2 separate regions of the Zea mays genome follow, and region 2 is linked to region 1. Evidence: chromatin contacts called from public Hi-C data. All regions are on one chromosome and are shown on one strand. The core of a region is the stretch at or near the end of the contact, and the rest is flanking DNA. Distances in the headings are between cores, read along the strand shown. Region 1 has its middle 5.0 kb from the start of LOC100191481. Region 2 has its middle 15 kb from the start of LOC100191394.

Region 1 (3,398 bases), core at 372-2,871:
AATAGTGTCGTGTCTAATAGTGTTGATGCCAGTACCGTGCGCAGACCGTTTAGCTATATATATATATATATATATATATATATATATATATATATATATATATATATATATATATATATATATATATAGGTAGACCTAGCTACTACCTACCTAGTAGTTCAATTCCTTGCTGAATCGCCGCGCCGTCATGCTCATGCAAAGAAGGGCCACAGAGTACTACGTGTAGCAGCAGGAGGAGAAAGAGAACGAAGCACCGTCCATGATCGATCCGCCAGCCACTGATTGAGGGGTGGCAGTGGCGCACCACGCAGAGATGCAGCAGTGGTTGCAACATCGCTTCACGAGAGCGACAAGTGGCCATGCGCTGACGGGCATTCGGTCGCGCTTGCACATCGGCGCTGCCACTAGTGCCAGCCACGGACGGACGGACGGACGCGAGGAACCCAACTTGGCCTTCCGCCCTTGGTTCTCCAACGAGACACACAACACAACGAGCCCTCGCGCGCTTTCCGACCGAATTCCCAACAGAACAGCGTTGAACAATCGTGTGTCGTCCACTCCACGCGTTTCAGGCGTTCCAAATCACACCACCGTCGGTCAGGAAACGCCCCTCGAACCTGCCTGCCTGCCTGCCTGTTCACCGGGAACTCCCAGGGACGACGATCGAAGGGGAGGTCAGATGAGTCTAGACTCTACATTTCAGAGTAGAACTGACGACCTTCTGCTCTGTTTGACCGTTCTCCCCAACCAAAAACCTTCTGCTCTGTTTGACCGTTCTCCGCATCGTAGCTGAACTGACGACGACGCCTGTCGTGATCCTTTTCTGTATGTACTGATAATTCAATCAACTGCTTGCCTTCTTCTGCTCCTAGCTGATTAGCTGAACTGATGACGACGCCTGTGCTCACCGTCGGTGCAAGCAGGAGGTGTGGCACATGCACAGGCACAGCCGCACAACAGCAGTAGCGCTGATTGGGACCGCGTGGTGTCAGGGACAGGGAGGTCGTTAAAGAAATGAAATTTGAATGCAGGAACCATTGTAAAACAGTTCGACTACTAAACCTAAAATCCGACGTTTGTTGTTACTGATGTTGTCCTGGCGAAAATGGAAGAAAGTTGTTAAGGAACAAGACAAGTATACGGTGGACTATGAGCCCCATCCGAAGAGAGAGAGGAGAAACCAATGTGGTGTATATGCTCTTGTCCGTGGTAGGTATCACCAGGTGACACAATAGGTTTCTAATAGATTAGTACTCTCTCCGTTTCGTTTTAGTTGTCGCTGAATAGTGCAAAATTGAACTATCCAGCGACAACTAAAAAGAAACTGAAGGAGTATATAGTAGTGCTATAGTCATAACCAGAGCCAAAGCCTCTAATGTACTATTTATAATTTTTTTTCTTCACACGCACGTTTTCTACGTAGTATAAATCATTTTAAAAAATGCAGAGCTCTGACTTTTTTCCATAGAAAATCTAGAGACGAAGCCTTGCTTAAGTCACAAGCTCACTCGAGTTGCTTAAGTCACAAGCTCACTCTGCCCATGGCGTTTGGGCCCATGGGCCATGGCGAAGCGTTCCTTTAGTTGTCCGTCGTGGACGTCCACATGTTGCTTCAAGCAGCCAATGAGATCGAGGGACTCGTCTGCTAGTCGGCGCAATCTGTAGACCGAGCTAGTGGGTATGTGGGTGTATCACTGACCGGCTTATTTGGCGCATCGTTTGTGCGCGCCCAGATGCCCCTGCAGCCTGCCGGTGCCGGCTTGGCTGCCAAACTGACCGAACCGAAGGCAAGAGGAGGAAGCAGACATGCCGTCCTGTCCTCCTCCACTTGTATTGTATTGTGCGGTTCACGAGGGAGCAGGAGCCTGTCGTCGAGCCAGAAGCTGGAACAGAGATCCACGAATAAAACGTGCGTGTGATAAGAGCATCGATTCCATGGCTCACCTGCCGTATATACTCCACTATGGTGCTGACAAACCTGCCCCACGGGAAGAGAGGCCTCACGGAATACTAGTACTAGTAAGTTATCCGTGCACCGATTACGATTTCTCTATGTGCAACACAAATCAATATGACGAGTAGTTAGAGGTCAGTGCTCTCAAGATGTACCTTCTCTTTGATCACCGGGCATAGGCGGTGGATGAAGCCAATCTCTACTACTTTAAACATCGGTTTCGTGTGTCGTGCGTCACGTACGAAACACGTAGATCTATAACAATGAGCCCAATAAGCTTTCTCGTCTAACAATGGGCTCAATAAATTTACATTACACCGCAAAAGGGCCATAAGAAATCACCCAAGCACAAACACGACATGAAACCACATGTAGCACGATGCTCCCACATAGTACCATCTCACTAGGTGAAGGGAGATGAGTAACCGAGCTAGCTATAAAAAAAATAGGTTCAGATTCTTTTTTTAATTCATATCTTTCTCGACCTTTTGACTAAGTGTAATATTGATTTTTATCAGTTTATTATTAGATATGTGAACCATATGTTCAAAAAGATTTCTGGTTCCCAGCATAAGCTCAAAAGGACATCTCCAATGTTCCGCATTATAGTACAATAGCTTATGACTACCTTGCAACTTAACCCTTTGCTCAAATTATAGGACATTTTATTTTTGTCCTAAGTCAAACTTCTCTAATTTTGACCAAGTTTTTTTCAAAAAAATATTTCTCACATCTACAGCTACAAATAAAATGCACTACCAAATAGTTGGACCATTTATGTTATTTTAGTGTTTGATTTTTTCCTCATTGCTGGTATCTATAAAACAACCTTTGCAGAAACAATGAGAAAAAAATCTAACTTATCGAGAAAATTGTGGTTCAATAATTGCAGGAATGTTTAATTGTGCCCATACCTACAATCAGTAGAAACAATTACTGGTTCAATAGACATTATTCTTGTGACCATGCTGTCAAAAGTCGTACTTTTAGCACTAAAAACAGACAAGCATTGCTCCAGAGTTCAGAACACCTCGAGTAGCATGATTCTTTCCTATTGGCAACCATTAAATTTTGCTCTTTCCAGTGCTTTAAGTATCTCAGACTAACAAAACAAGAAGATAGAGCTTCTTGAGAAAATGACTTCTAAAATAGCAAAGCAAACATCTCAATATATAGGGAAATAACCTCAACTGTTGGCTCAGTGTTACCTTCGGAAAAAAAAACCATGGAATCTGCACATGGACAAGCAGAATCATATGATGGGGGAGAAAAGACATATCACAAGTAATACAAGTTGCATAAGGACAAGCATGAACAAACCACATGAGCAGATGTGAAGAGAAGATCAAACAGTTTAAGGAAAAATAAAATATGTTATAAAATTTGAGAAGAAGCATGGTTTTGAAAATATATATTTGTTTGGGATCAAATGTAAGCAGTTTAG
Region 2 (3,409 bases), core at 450-2,949, 170 kb before region 1:
CAAATGGGCACATCTCCTATATAGTTTCATCACATCCTACATAAAGTTAGTAGTTTGTACTACTCTCAAAAAGTTTTTTCTTATTTTGACATAAGATTTGTCACACATGTTCCTTTAACACGTAGAAGCCTAAGTCATGCGAAAACTTAATTTTTTTTGAATTATTCACCATATAGATTTGTCACACATGTTCCTTTAACTCCTGGAGAGCAGCTGCGCCGCGCGCCTAGCAGGCCATGGTGAGCAGCGGCTCGTCCCGAGGGCCACGACAGGAGCAGCTGCGACGCGCGCCTAGCAGGCCAAGGTGAGCAGCGGTGATTCCAGAGGGGAGCACTTCTATAGGGGACGACGACCAGCAGCAGTGTTTACCGGTGAGCAACGGCGATTCCCGAAGCACTCTGGAGCCACGGCAGGGGACGGCGACCGCGTGGCCCAGGGCGCCTGGAGCCACGTCAGGGGCAGCGCCGTGCGCCTCCACGACGACCACCAGCGGCGGCGATGTCTACCGGGCTCCGGGCGAGGAGCAGCCGCGTGATCGAGGGTGTATGGAGCCACGACAGGGGCAGCGCCGCGCGCCTCCACGGCGACGGCGACCACCAGCGGCGACGGGAACCTAGGGCGGCGGCACAACTGCAGGGGCAGCGCCGCGCGCCTCCACGGCGACGGCGACCACCAGCGGCGACGGGAACCTAGGGCGGCGGCACAACTGCAGGGGCAGCGCCGCGCGCCTCCCTTTTTGCGATGGATTCTGTTGTTCGATTGGGGATTTTGGGATGTGGCGTGTGGGGCCCAACTTCAGGTGACGGCAAACGGTAACGGCTGACGGTGAGAGGTTTAGTGATGCGTTGCTCCGAATACAAGGGTAGAACTGAGGAATTTTCATTGCTAAGGTGAAATCTGAGGTTGTGTGCCATGCAGTGGTGCGGCATGTAATTCTCCCTTACTTTTATGTCGATGGAAACTAAAAAGGGAGCTTTAGTGCCGGTTTCTGAATAGAACCGCTACTAAAGACCTCTCGGTTCTATGACGCCAACTTAAAATACATAAGTACCATTTGGTGTCTTCAACCAGTAATGATAACTTAACATTGGTACCGGTTGTGGACACTGATTGGTAGTAATATCCTCTACAAAAACACGACGATTAAAAAAAGATGTCAAGTCAGGATCGATTCTAAATCAACCGGTACTAATATCCTCGGACGGAAGCCCCCTTTCTCTTTATTTAATTAGTTGTTAGTTGTAGCTTGGAAAGTACCGTGGGCCAATTTGCTAAGAAGAAGAAAATGACAATTTGCGAAGAAGAAGAGAGTCGATAGCATTGGTAAATATTAGGCAGCCTAATTTTGATTTTTTTTATAAAAAAAAACGGGCTAACATCCAACGAAGCTTGTTGGGGGGTGGAGATTTGTAAGTAGGCCGAAGAACTCTCTCTTCAATTCAGTTTCTTTCATTTGCTTTGCGGCCAGTGGCTGCTCCTGCTCTGCTACGGTACGATCCGGCCGGTTGATTCGGTGGTTCGGTTGGACCGTCACCTCACCGTCGAGCTCCGGCCCACCTCCTGGGCTCTGGCTGCTGGATCAGTACAGCTAGCACTGCTACGGAGACGATGATAATCTCACGGCCAGGCCAGGTATCCCCTCCCGTCTGTTTCATCAGTACAGGAGTACAGCACTTGGACAGCCAATGGCGATGCGACGTCGACGAGACGCGCGCTCCGATTCATAGGTATAGGTATAGGGACTGATTGGTTACCTGCATATTCCCCATCCACGCTCATGTGATGATTGGTTACCTGGAGAGTTTATTGGGTCTGGCCCTCCCGATGCACGAGGCACCCCTCGGTCTGGCCAGCGGCGTGCGACCTTTTTTTTCGTTTCTCCTGAGCCTGGCCGCTGCTGAGCGCGTGAGGAGCGCTGGTGAGTTCGGCGGGAGGGTGACAGCCAGGCATCCAAACAATATCTTCTGCAACCAGGCCGGTGACAGCCAGACATCCAAATATACCCCTTTTGCATGCACAAAGTATGGTCTGCTGAGTCCTAGTTCCTAGATACGGGACAAGCTACTCTGGGAAGACAACCAATCGGGCCCATAGCGACGAAAATCTGCTCGTCTGTGGTCGCCGTGCAAACTGTGGAAGTGGAAGTAGTTTTGACCTTTGAGGGCGGTTAGGCGGCCACCTTTCCGGCGGTCGGTTTCATCTCCCGCGTTCATTCATGAGTTCCATCTCTTGGTCTAGATGCATATACACAGTACCGTACAGTTGGCAGCTAGCAGCTCTTTCTGGTCAATTAAAAAGGAATAATAACAGCGTTTTTATATATAAAGATGAAAGTTGCAGCTTTTGCAACAAAAGCCAGCTTTGATTTCGGCCCTATTTCCTCCAAGAGCCATGGGCCTGGCTGCGAATGTGAATGCATCGTACATGGGCCATAGGTTGGGTTTGGGCCTAAGTTGGGTCTTATTGTTACATTTACATGCATGATCACTGGTCGTGTGAATTGTAATGCGCATGGAATCAGACTCGCTCAACAAAGAACCGTAAGAGCATCTCCAACAACGTGACCTATAAAAATGTCTTATAATTTTAAAATAAGTAAATTTTATAGAATTTAGGGCACCAACAAAACACCCTGCTCCAACAGTAAAGCCCCAAATCTAGATTATAGGGCAGCCCACTACGGTGTAGTATATTTGAGGCACTTGAGAGGGTGCCCTATAGTTTTTTGACAAAATTTGTTGAATTGAGGCACCGTTGGAGTGGTTTTTCCTGTGTAGAGCCCTATATTTCGATTTGAGGCATTAGTTTGAGGCATTGTTGGAGATGCTCTAAAGTGTCATGCCCTTTGTATTTAGCGTTTCTTCTCCTGCTTTATCGCTCCATCAACAAAACACTATATGGTCCTCTAAATAGCGGAGGTTCTCAGCATCCGCTAAATCTAGCGATCTTCTTTGGTCCGCTATCACCTGCTCGCGAATGCTGCCGAGGAGCGCGACGACCCAGGGGCGAGAGACGCAGGCGCCATGCCTACGACGCTGAACACAGCGCCAGACACGACGTCGAGCGACGACCGACAAATGCCTCCATCTCCGCCGCCACGCTGGCGACTGCGGACACAGAACCGGCGTGTGGCCCACCGGCGTCCTGCTGCACGGCGTGGCCAGCAACGGACGACCACCAACAAGTTGTCGCATGGCGCCGACGACTAGATAAGGAGCTAGCAACCTCCGTGTAACACTCCTTCCACTTTCGGACCGACGGTACTTACACCTATCAGATTTTTAGGACCATATATTGTCTCCATAGACAAACACGGATCTTTTGTCCTCACTTTGTCCTCACTCATGCGCACCCAACAAAACTTCTCAGTCGGTCATCCATCCCAAATTGCTCCAAGTCAAGCACGTTT

Evidence for each region. Hi-C and Micro-C count contacts between places; a contact is called where the count stands out from the background.
Region 2: a Hi-C map of tassel shows a contact between it and region 1, with 2.8 times the contacts expected there. The contact joins two enhancer-like sites. A contact is called at or near these places in 2 of 25 Hi-C or Micro-C datasets (endosperm and tassel).

The regions. Positions count from the first base shown.
Region 1 is chr3:25,957,899-25,961,296 of Zm-B73-REFERENCE-NAM-5.0, reverse strand. No RefSeq gene overlaps it. Among protein-coding and RNA genes, the nearest start is that of LOC100191481, 5.0 kb to the left of the region's middle. Within about 2 kb of position 1,621, at least 17 of the 20 cell types and tissues checked have an H3K27ac peak or open chromatin away from gene starts, as enhancers often do. A contact at or near this core is called in tassel, where this site is marked.
Region 2 is chr3:26,128,696-26,132,104 of Zm-B73-REFERENCE-NAM-5.0, reverse strand. No RefSeq gene overlaps it. Among protein-coding and RNA genes, the nearest start is that of LOC100191394, 15 kb to the left of the region's middle. Within about 2 kb of position 1,699, at least 17 of the 20 cell types and tissues checked have an H3K27ac peak or open chromatin away from gene starts, as enhancers often do. A contact at or near this core is called in tassel, where this site is marked.